Regions from separate parts of the Mus musculus genome. Here regions 1, 2 and 4 are each linked to region 3. Evidence: chromatin contacts called from public promoter capture Hi-C data. All regions are on one chromosome and are shown on one strand. Each heading gives the region's core, a stretch centred on a gene start, on an enhancer-like site or on the middle of the called end of the contact. The rest is flanking DNA. Distances are from core to core; before and after follow the strand shown. Region 1 holds the start of Ccl4 (chemokine (C-C motif) ligand 4). Region 2 holds the start of Wfdc21 (WAP four-disulfide core domain 21). Region 3 holds the start of Ccl5 (chemokine (C-C motif) ligand 5). Region 4 holds the start of Wfdc17 (WAP four-disulfide core domain 17).

Region 1 (2,700 bases), core at 53-2,552, 130 kb before region 3:
CAATATGAATATGTCTCCCAATTTTTCAAATGCCCTTTCTACATGCTCTTCTAACATAGTTTAAGCAATCTATCTAAATAGTATGTATGCGTCATCTTCTGTTTTCTAGTTCCGTAGCGTGTAGCAACTTCCTCCCCAAAAGCCATTCCTGACTCCACACTTTACTGCCCATCCAGCAGCCACCAGAACCCCATGACCTCACTGTTCTTTGGCAGAGCTTCAACCCTTAGAATTGACCCCCGTCAGTTAGATAACATTTTCACCTGAACCTGGCCCTTTTCGAATCTTGCCCTCATCCCAATGTGTACTTACACCACAGCTGGCTTGGAGCAAAGACTGCTGGTCTCATAGTAATCCATCACAAAGCTTCTGTGAAGCTGCCGGGAGGTGTAAGAGAAACAGCAGGAAGTGGGAGGGTCAGAGCCCACTGGAAGGAAAAGTGAGGGTAAGGTCAAAACTGTACCAGGCACTGTTCATTATAAATCTTCATTGAGCATTCTTATGGACTACTGGAACCCAAAACATGGTCCCTGAAATCTATGGTCATCCACCCAGAATGAGACTTCTTTTTCTTTTTAATTAATTAACTAATTGATTAATAAACTTTTATTTATTTATATGAGTGCACTGCAGCTATCTTCAGACACACAGTAGAAGAGTGCGTCGGATCCTATTACAGATGGTTGTGAGCCACCATGTGGTTGCTGGGAATTGAACTCAGGTCCTCTGGAAGAGCAGTCAGTGCTCTTAACCATTGAGCCATCTCTCCAGCCCAGAATGATATTTCTACTCTAACTAGATACTTCTCTAAGAAGAAGGGGAAAGAAATCTAGAAGATTGAAACTAGATCAAAACTCAGAACACCTCTCAATTGCTTCATATTAAAGGTGGGGAAATCAAGGCATAAAGACAAACAAGTTTAAACCAGAGAGAAAGCTGATTCAATATCTGACCATTGGCTGTGAAGGATTCCCTCTTTTGGGAGCTTAAGGATTAATGGCTGTCTGGAAGATTCCATGTTTAACAACAGACTTGGGAATCTTCCCAGCTCCCTCTGGTTCCCCTGCCCAAGCCTGACTATTGAGCTGACCCCAGTTGGAAGACTGGACTAGGTGGGGGCTGGAAGCAGCTGGAAGAGTCAACTTACTTGGTGCTGAGAACCCTGGAGCACAGAAGGCAGCCACGAGCAAGAGGAGAGAGAGGGCAGACACGCAGAGCTTCATGGTGTTGCTCGGGGTTAGGTTTGCACAGAGCTGGGACTGCAGGGCCCAGAAGCTTCAGAAGCTGGCCGAGTGCTGTGCTGATCTGAGTTGGGAACCCCTCTTTATAGGGACTCTGGGGCCTAAGACAAGGGTTGGGGTTGCAGGAAGGAAAACGGAATCTCATGAGTAAAGATGATGTCATGGCATCGAGAAAGAAACTGAAGTTGGCTGAAAGTGAGGAGTTCCTGACAGACTGTCTTCCCCCCAGCAGTGACATCACGGAAGAGAAAGGAGGGAGATGGAGTGGAGAAGTGGGGTGCATGTTGGAGGGGGAAGTGGTACACCAAAGATAGTGACTGGGGCAGAGAAGGGGGGTTGTGAACCCGAGAGGAAGGATGCAATGTTCACACCTGCCACAAAGGCTTGTGGATAAGAAGTCACTTCACTTGGGGGTCGGCACCTCCAGGCAGTGGAGCCTTCAAGTCAATCTTTCCAGGTGGCTGTGATTTCCAGAACAAACATAGGGTGTGACCACAAGAGAGAAGATATTGACCACTCCAGACTCTTCCACACACAGAAATACCATTCAATCAGCATCATTCAGAAGAGTTGGTTTAGCCTATCTAGAACAAGGACAGGAGAGGAAAAAATAGAGATTTCAGGACATTTTATTGGAATAAGAGAAACAGTTTGAAAGTTTGAAAGACCCAATGAATGTTCTAGTATAAATAAGGATTGATACCTAGTGATAGTGTTTGCTGCAGACAAAATGTGTAGCCAACCTAAGCATATGGGTGTTTCCCAGCCAGTCCCTAGGAACATTTCTCATGTTCCTAGCTGCTGGGGACCTGTGTAGAAGATGCAGTCTACCAAGACTGGGGGTCGGGGGACAGTCAAACTCAAAGTAAGGCAAATGAAGGAAACTGGATGGTGGACCCAAGATCTCGCTCACCTTTAGCTCAATTATCCTGACTCACCTGCTTACCCTAGACCTCACACTGCAACATGCCCCTCTCAGAAACAGAAAACAAAGAGTAAAAAACAAGGGAGCCAGGTCTCCTCAGTGCTTCCAAGTTAAAAGCTGGAAAAGACAGAGCAGTGCCCTGGGTTGCTTCACAGTCATTTCACAGAGCACAAGTTTATCCTCCCTCATTGGTCCTCTTTTCCCAGTGCACAGACTGCACCCACCCCTCTGCTACACTTTCTGTCCTCAGCCTCATCGCCCAGGTCTTGTGTTCTGTGTTCCCTGCTGCACACAAGCTAGTCTTTCTGATGAGCTTTCTGGGTTGATGGAGAGTCACACTCACACATCAAGAATGTGTGTCTTTGGGCTCTTAGGTCCTCATGGACTTCATTTCCCATGGCAGTTCAGTTCAGCCTAACTTCCTGCTCATCCTCTGTTTGTCAGAGCACAGGCAGTGGAATAAAACCTCATTGGTCCCTCAAGGAGACCTTAGCCTATTGATGGCATGGACAGTGATAGAACGTCCCGTGAGGT
Region 2 (2,700 bases), core at 44-2,543, 220 kb before region 3:
AGTTCCCCTGGAATAGGAGGAGTCAGGAGGATTGGCAAGTAGAGGTCTGGGCGAGTTTGGGAACAGGAGAAATAAATGTTGCAAAGGGCAAGCAGGCCATCAGGACCTGTGGATTTGGGATTTCACTTAATAAACTGAGAGAAGGTCATTTGGGAGGATTATCTGCTGCAAAGGCATAGACAGAACCAGGATCCAACTAGTAAGCACATCCAAGAAGGAAGAGGGGGTGGAGAGGGCTTCTGGGAAGCTTTTGCAATGGCAGGGCTGTGGAGTAATCAGGGATGGACACAGTGAGGCAACAGAGGGCAAAGGACGGAAGAGATGCAAACTGTTTCAAAAACAGGTAGTTGATGGAGTGAAGACGAGAGGCTAAACTCTATCTAAAGACATTTAGGGGCAAGCATTCAGTCCAAGATAATCCAGGGCTGGCTGGCTGTAGGATAGGGGTTGTGGGGTAGGGGTGGGCAGACAGCATCAGTCTGCAAAGGCGAGACTTTATTACAGAGGAGAGTGTGTCAGGAGTTTGATGAGGCTGTGGTCACAAAAGGGCTAAGGGAAGAATGGGCAGAGGATTAAGAGTAGTCCTTTGAGGCCAAATAAGATGGGGTGGATTGTGCTTGTAATCCCAGCATAGCAAGATGAAGCAGGAAGATTGCCATGTTGTTGAGGTCAGCCTGGGTTACACAGTCAGTTCCTGGCCAGCTTGGGCAAACATACAAACAAACAACAATGAAAACCCACGGCAACAAAACCCTTTCTGAGAATAATATTGGTAAAGAAGATTGAGATTGACCTGTGTCTAGCATAATTACAAGAATATTTTCTGTAGACAGGTCAAGGTAGACGCCAGTAGAGAAGGAGACGTCTGGGAGAGGGAGCTTGGCTGAGGAGCAAGCAGGAGGGGGGTCCAGTCAGGTGACCCAGGGAATGGAGAGAGGGAAAGCAGAAGAGGGATTCTGTTCTGGGGAATTCAGAGGTGACCATCAAGGAGGATCCTAAAGAGAACTCTTTCCTCCAGTTTCTCCCTCCTTCCTGCACACACTGGTTCTGGATGTCTTCTCACCCCTCACTTGAGGAAGAATAGTGCAACCGTGTTTGCCCAGACGTACCTAAAAGCTGCAGAGGTCTCACTGCAGCCTGCAGCTCCTGTACCTCTAGGCTGAGGGTGATGAGGGACACCAACAGAAGGAAGGCTCCTAGCTTCATGCTGCTGCTGAAGGATGTTAGCCAATACGCAGCAGGGCCAAGAGCTGCCAGAATTTAAACCTCTTCACCCACTGAGCTAGGCAGCAAGGCTAGGGGCGGGCCTGCACACCACAGAAGCCAAAGCCCCGCCTGGAAACCAGCATTGCCAGGGACACACACTATGTATGTCCTGGGTAGTGCCATCTTACTCAAGCCAAGCTCCGTGCCACAGAACACCCTCTGTTCCACAGATAGTCCTCCTAAAGTTGGAAAGCTGGGGTGGTAAGGGACTCTCGTTCCTTTTCAATGAAGTATTAGAGATCTACTCTGGGCCAGGAATGAGCTGTGATAAGGAATGTGTCCTCAGGGAATGACAATCCAGGAGCTGGGTGTCAGCTAGGACACCATCTGCTTTTGTACTTCTCTCTCCTTGCTCTAGGACAGTTGTTCCTGTAACTGAGGGCAGGGAGAGACCGTGGGAGAGCCAGTGGGGTGCGGCCACCTGTTGAGGAGACAGTAAGCCAGCGTCGTTCCCTCTGCCTTGATGCCATCATCTCTGCTGTTTGGAGCCTTCATTTTGGGGAACCCCAGCTGTCAATATCTACATCAAACCCTCCCAGGATGCCTCTCAGGCTGCACCACTGCTGTGCGACTTGGAGAGTGAGTGGGGTGAGAGTGACAACTAGCCCAGGTGTGAGCTTTCACTTCTTCCTTCTTGTAGACACGCCTGCTAATCCAGATGAGTGATTTGTAACTCAGACCATCTGTGGTTTGGGTGCCAGGGGAGATACCCTCTTCTTTCCCTGGTGGTGGGGGAGGAGCACACACAATGTGTCAATTTGATACAAGCTAGAGTTCCCAGAGAGAAAGGAGCCTCAGTGAAGAAGAGGCCTCTATGAGATCCAGCTCTAAGGCATTTTCTCAATTAGTGATCAATGGGAGAGGGCCCAGCCCATTGTGGGTGGTGCCATCCCTGGGCTGGTGGTGGTCCTAGCATCTCTAAGAAAGCAGACTGAGCAAGCCAGTAATCAGTTTCCTTCCATGGTTCTTGCCTCCAGGTTCCAGCCCTGCTTGAGTTCCTGTCCTGACTTCTTCCAATGATCTGGCAGTGTAAGCCAAAAAGCCCCTTTCCTCCCCAACTGGCTTTCTGGTCATGGTGTTTCATTGCAGTCATAGAAACCCTAAGTAAGACAAATACTGTAACTCATAAAATACCTTAACATGAAATGAGCTGGAAGCAGGGGGTAAGAGGGAGAGGGAGAAGTCACAGGATCAGTTTGTTGTGCCTTTGTAGGTGTCTGGGAAAATGGTTTATTTCAACAGTAGAGGGCAGGGGCCCTAAGTTTAATTCCTAGGAACACACACGCACACACGCACACGCACACGCACACGAGGGGAGAGAGGGAGGAAGAGAGGACTATCATTTCACAAGGACTATGGTTCCTAATTCTGGAGCTACAGGAAGAGTCTCTTCCTTTCATTTGTCACAGATCTTACATGCCACAAGCTGGAGGT
Region 3 (2,700 bases), core at 121-2,620:
ACCCCATAAAGAGAAGAGCTAACATCATGATGGTAACAGCCTCCACCAGCCTGTCATCTGGCCACATGGTGTGTGTGTCACAGGACTGACAGCCAGAGAATTGCAGACTGTCCCAGGAGTTGGAGCTTAGATCCATTCCCACTGTGGCACGCCTTCTGGAACTACCACCCGCTGGCCCATCCACTTGGACCTGCCATCCGTTTGCTTTCCCATTGTCTATCTTGACCCAGCCTCCCATTCCCCTCCACTGCATCCATGTTCTTTACATTTTGCTCCTATGCTGGGACTAGACTGTGACGTTCAGCTCTGACCTGTGGCCCTGAAGCTTGACTCTGGACTAGGCACCTCAACAAAGAATAAGGCGGAGACTGATTGAATGCTAAGCATCCTCCTGTGCCCACCATTCACACACTGATTGAATGTTAGGCATCCTCCTGTGCCCACCATTCACACACATGCGCACATACACATGCACACACATGCACACACACATGTACACACATGCACACACATGCACACACATATGTACACACACATGTACACACACACATGCACACACACATGCACACACACACACACACACACACACACACACACACACACTTTTTTTAAATCTTTATTTCCACAGAGATTCTTTGTAGCCCTATCAGATCCCTTGACTCCTAGACAAACAGACAGACAGACAGACAATAAATAGATATTACAGATAGATAATAGATGGACATAGAGGACACAACTCTTTTGTTCCCATCTTAGTTACTAATGTTAACTCTCAGATCACATGTCACACACTAAGTGTAAGTATGCCTATATCTACCTAGTTATCTGGGAATCAGGATTACCTGGCAAATTCCTTACAACAAATCTCCTATACCTTGTTAACTTATTGTTATCAATGACACAAGTGTGGTCTGTTTCTGATATGGTATGCTCATGACAAATACTCTTCCATGGAGAAAACAGAAAGACCAAAATCAAGTCTGGGCTACAACTTGGGAATTTGCCAAGTGAAGACCAATGGCTTGACCTTAACTGACCCCTACTTGCCTTAAGACAACAGCTCCCTGCTACCTGGAGAGGCCCTGAGTGGGACGGCAGATCTGAGGGGGAGGGGGAGGGGGAGGAAGAAATTTTCCCCTACTGTATTTGGCCAGAGAGGGAGTCATCCTGGACTGGAGGGCAGTTAGAGGCAGAGTCATACTTCCAAGGGTGATTTCAGTTTTCTTTTCCATTTTGTGTTTTCATTTTATGACAGCAACAAGTGTTTGGTGTCTTTTGTGGAAACTCCCCAAGTCCTGGGGCTGGGGGGGGGCACTTCCTCTGCTACCCTGGCTCCCTATAAAAGGTCTGCCTGAGCTGCAGAGCACCCCTTGCAGAGGACTCTGAGACAGCACATGCATCTCCCACAGCCTCTGCCGCGGGTACCATGAAGATCTCTGCAGCTGCCCTCACCATCATCCTCACTGCAGCCGCCCTCTGCACCCCCGCACCTGCCTCACCATGTAAGTCGAGGGTTCTGACCATCACAGCCCCACTCTGCCTCGATGCCAACCCATCTTGATACCCAGACCTCCCCTTCTTTCCAATCCTACTGTGTATGCTGCTGTACATTCTTACGCATCCTTGACACGGCTACCCTGTCATCACTGTTAGATGTCTTGTATACTAATGGCAGGATCCTCTGAGGAACTTTTCTGTGTCTTCAAAGATGATATTATGAATTCTGCAGGCACTCCTTATTGTGAACTGGTGCCGGGCTGACCTTTGAAAAATGACTTGCTCATATCTGTCACCAGTGTGGTTTCTAAGAAATGTGTGATACTGTTTTAGGTAGGATGGTCTTTCATTTCATAGTGAGAAAAGAAATGGGGCTTGCAAAATAAATAGGTAGATAGATAGATAGATAGATAGATAGATAGATAGATAGATAGATAGATAGTGAACTAAGTACCTACCGTGGGTCAGGCACTGTGCAAATGAGTTTAATGTGCCATCCTGTTTAATACAAATAGTCTTTCAGTAGTTGCTCTTGTGTTGCAGTGGGAAACAGAGGCCTAAGAACACTGAGATTCTTGTCTAAGGGTGCACACTGCTACAATTGTGGAAACTGGTATTCCAAAAGCCCTATCTGACTGGGAAGCTAAGCACCACAGCTCTGCTGTGGGATGAATTAAGTGACCACCAAGAGCTTCTCTGGTCAGAGCCCCTCGCTACAGGCCAGCCAGGTCCCAGGATGCTATGTGCACTTTCAGGCCCCTCTTAGGATCGTCACTAAGTTATGGAGCTTCGGCTTGGGCACTCCCCCAGAACTCATGCTACACCTCGAAGACACCAAGCTTTGAATCCACCAGGGGAGCTCTGAAAGCCCTGCTAAGGGCAGAAGGCACAGAGCGAGGAGAGGGATCCCAGCAGGGGCTTACGGTACAGAGCACAAGGCACAGGCTTGGCTCACGGACCAGACAAAACAGGCTTCTGTTGAACTCTCCACCATGGCAAATGTGTCCTCTGAGCCATTTCTGCCAAGGTCGACAACGACAGTCACTGCTTTTAAGATAAATCGTGTAAAGAGCCCAGCATAGCTGGCAATGAATAAAAGGGTTTCCTTTCTTCCTTCTCCCAGATGGCTCGGACACCACTCCCTGCTGCTTTGCCTACCTCTCCCTCGCGCTGCCTCGTGCCCACGTCAAGGAGTATTTCTAC
Region 4 (2,700 bases), core at 12-2,511, 170 kb before region 3:
TATGGATGATAAAGGCTCTTGTAGCCTTATATATTTGAATAATATGTTCACAGGTTTAAAACTTTGGAAATATATGTTGGGAGGTATGGATTTGTTGGAGGAATTGTATCTCAGGGGACAGGCTGGGAGCTTTCAGAGGCCCATATCCTCCCCAGTTAGCTTACTCTCTGCCTCAGGATTGCTTTTCAAAATGTAAGCCTGCAGGCAATGCTCCAGTCCCATGCATTCCTGCCTGCTATATTGTTCCCAAACACCAGGGACATGAACTTACTCTCTGAATCTGTAAGTCCCCCCCAAAACTTCCTTCTCTAAGTTCCCTTGGTCATGGTGTCCTATTACAACAATGGAAAAGTAAAACACAGGACTATACTCACTTAAAAGACAGGAGTTTTGCAGACATGACCACAGCTATTGCTACAGCACTTCATGTTGCCAGGGCAGGATCCATCTCCTGAGCATTGATCAACACAAATTCCAACACTTTCTGGTGAAGGCTTGGGACAAGCTCCAGGTTTTTCAAATTCTGAAATATACAATGATATTTATGTAGCCAGAAAACAGACATGAAACAAGGTGGAGAATTGATGCTAGAGATCTGAAGTCACATCACCTGCTGGAGAGCTTACTCTATAATGTCCTTTTACAACTCAGGGCTCTTCCCTCAGCTTCACCAGCTCCAGTCCTGCTCTAAAGCCAAGCTGTTGATTCAGGCCCTCAGAGCATATTCTCCACCTCCACAGCCTATGCAGTCTCAGTAGAAAGAAACTTCTACCATCGTAGCCTGTCTTTACACCTCAGAAGATGCCATAAATACTCTAATGACAGCCACACCTCTCTTTACACCAGACCCATGGTTCATCTCTGAGCAAGTGCTCCCACAGGACTCTAATGCAAGGCACATCTCTAAACTAGCGGAGCTGTCCTGATTTCTGTGCAAGTTTCTCTCAAACTAAACCCCCTCCTGCCAGCCTCTGTCTTTAAGAACGCTAAGGAATGCAGAATGATCACTCTATATAGACTAAAGGGAGTGAGTGTGATCCAAGCAGTTGTCACATGGCTTTCCCTGTAATAATGCATCCCCTGGTCCTAGTGATCTTCTAGAGTCCCCTCTCTTTCCAGCTTGGATGCCCTTAACACACTTACCTTTGGGGCAAGACACTACATAGGTAGTGTTCATCCCCACAGTGATCAAAGCCACCAGAAACAAGACTGTGGCTGTCTTCATGTTGGCTCTGGCTCGGCTGAACTCATGAAATAATTTATAGCCTCAGTAAAGCTAGAATTATGGGTGTGGGAGGAAGCAGTCAATGGGGAAATGCATGAAAACAAGAGCTTTCCAGAAAGTGCCTGCCCATCACCAGGTTCCTTTTTCCAGTTTCATAAGTGACTTCTCTCTAATTGGTCTTTGATAGATGCTAAACAAAATCACAAAATAGTCTCAAACTCATTTCCTTACCATGTGAGTTGTTACACCACATCTTGGCCCTTGTGTGAATGATGAGCAAGGGAAATATTTATTGCTGTGTAGCACTGTGTCTCACAGTAAGAGCTGGAGCAGAGACAGCCAGTAAGGAGTGTCAGGGCCCACTGGTGGCTTCCTGGACATCCAGTTACATAATGATGTAGCATTCTTCTGGGAAAGATGGGGTTTGTGTCTTTACAGCTCTACAGATGAGAATCTGAAACACTGTGGATCTGGGCCCCTCCTACCTGCAGATGTAGGTAATGAAGTCACTCCTGGAAAAGCAGATACTCAATGACTTCCAATTGGCAAGGGTCAGTTGAAAGTAAGTAGGCAGGCTCCCTGATGATGAGAGGTTGTCTTCGACCAATGCTTTTCTATAAGTCAGGTCTTTATACAGAAGGCTGCATATGTGAGCCGTGGAGGGATGGGAGGCCTAGGAGAACATGCAGTGTCCCTTGTCCCTCAGCAGAGAGCCTGACTCTTTTGCTCTCCAGACTATACACTCTCAGTGACAAAATTGTAGCTGGACAGTCCAAGTCTGTGGGAAAGATTCAGTCACCACGTGCTGGCTCTGCAGTGTCTTCTCTCTGTAGGGTGTCTTCTCAGGGTTTGAGGGGTTTGTGTGGTCACTTACTTTGCTCCCTTTATTTCTAGTCCTTCCTTCAGATTGAGGAGACATTCTAGGGTGTGTGTAACATTCCTCCTTTATTGTGTGCTTGCTTTGTCAGAAACACAGGCAAGTTCATTATTTATAATATTTTTTGTAATGTTATAATTTATATAATATGTATAAAATCATAATATATAGCAGTGGGGTTTCTGTTTATTTGTGTCTTTTGTTCTTGTTTGTTTGTTATTTTTGTGACAGGATTTTTCTGTGTAGCCCTGGATGTTCTGGACTTTGCCCTGTAGACCAGGGTGACCTTAAACTCAGATATCCACCTGCCTCTGCCTCCCCACTGCTGGAATTTAAGGAGCCCACAACCATCACTTGGCTTGAGATACAGCAGCTTCATTGGAAGCAACGGGCCAGACAGTTCTGCTTTCCTTGGCAGCCCGGGCCCAGGCAAAGAGAAAAATATTTGTTCTAACTTTAGTTATTAATATAACCTCTCAGATAACATACTATATGACAACAATAAATACATTTTTATATATCCTCCTATGTCCATATAAACATGTGTTACAGGAAAGACTGCAAAAGGCTAACTGTCTACTGAAGAATTCAAGAGGTT

The links. Promoter capture Hi-C pulls out the DNA fragments that hold promoters and counts their contacts. Capture Hi-C pulls out chosen DNA fragments and counts their contacts.
Region 1: a promoter capture Hi-C map of macrophages shows a contact between it and region 3, with 8 read pairs. The contact joins the promoter of Ccl4 here to the promoter of Ccl5 in region 3. A contact is called at or near these places in 11 of 39 promoter capture datasets (the C10 cell line, the HPC-7 cell line, cranial neural crest and 7 more), 4 of 484 Hi-C or Micro-C datasets (effector CD8 T cells, memory CD8 T cells, natural killer cells and 1 more), 2 of 115 datasets of contacts at active chromatin or transcription factors (bone marrow-derived macrophages and effector CD8 T cells) and 4 of 9 other capture datasets (adipose tissue, liver, macrophages and 1 more).
Region 2: a contact with region 3 is called in a promoter capture Hi-C map of adipose tissue. The contact joins the promoter of Wfdc21 here to the promoter of Ccl5 in region 3. A contact is called at or near these places in 21 of 39 promoter capture datasets (the C10 cell line, the HPC-7 cell line, the SN4741 cell line and 14 more), 2 of 15 datasets of contacts at CTCF or cohesin (CD8 T cells and the NIH/3T3 cell line), 21 of 484 Hi-C or Micro-C datasets (B cells, CD8 T cells, the G1E-ER4 cell line and 12 more), 33 of 115 datasets of contacts at active chromatin or transcription factors (the 230-238 cell line, CD8 T cells, the HPC-7 cell line and 25 more) and 4 of 9 other capture datasets (adipose tissue, liver, macrophages and 1 more).
Region 4: a contact with region 3 is called in a promoter capture Hi-C map of liver. The contact joins the promoter of Wfdc17 here to the promoter of Ccl5 in region 3. A contact is called at or near these places in 21 of 39 promoter capture datasets (the C10 cell line, the HPC-7 cell line, Sertoli cells and 12 more), 3 of 484 Hi-C or Micro-C datasets (bone marrow-derived macrophages, embryonic fibroblasts and embryonic stem cells), 4 of 115 datasets of contacts at active chromatin or transcription factors (bone marrow-derived dendritic cells, bone marrow-derived macrophages, embryonic stem cells and 1 more) and 4 of 9 other capture datasets (adipose tissue, liver, macrophages and 1 more).

What each region holds. Positions count from the first base shown.
Region 1 is chr11:83,661,186-83,663,885 of GRCm38.p6, reverse strand. Ccl4 (chemokine (C-C motif) ligand 4) reads right to left here and starts at 1,302. Exons shown (of 3, transcript NM_013652.2): 1 at 1,148-1,302; 2 at 313-427. The coding sequence starts at 1,223.
Region 2 is chr11:83,745,533-83,748,232 of GRCm38.p6, reverse strand. Wfdc21 (WAP four-disulfide core domain 21) reads right to left here and starts at 1,293. Exons shown (of 3, transcript NM_183249.2): 1 at 1,110-1,293. The coding sequence starts at 1,206.
Region 3 is chr11:83,529,188-83,531,887 of GRCm38.p6, reverse strand. It overlaps Ccl5 (chemokine (C-C motif) ligand 5), which reads left to right and starts at 1,370. Exons shown (of 3, transcript NM_013653.3): 1 at 1,370-1,502; 2 at 2,621-2,700. The coding sequence starts at 1,427. The region is part of intron 2 of Gm32650 (a long non-coding RNA gene); the gene reads right to left.
Region 4 is chr11:83,702,617-83,705,316 of GRCm38.p6, reverse strand. It overlaps Wfdc17 (WAP four-disulfide core domain 17), which reads right to left and starts at 1,261. Exons shown (of 3, transcript NM_001081957.1): 1 at 1,144-1,261; 2 at 375-523. The coding sequence starts at 1,225. The coding sequence ends at 375.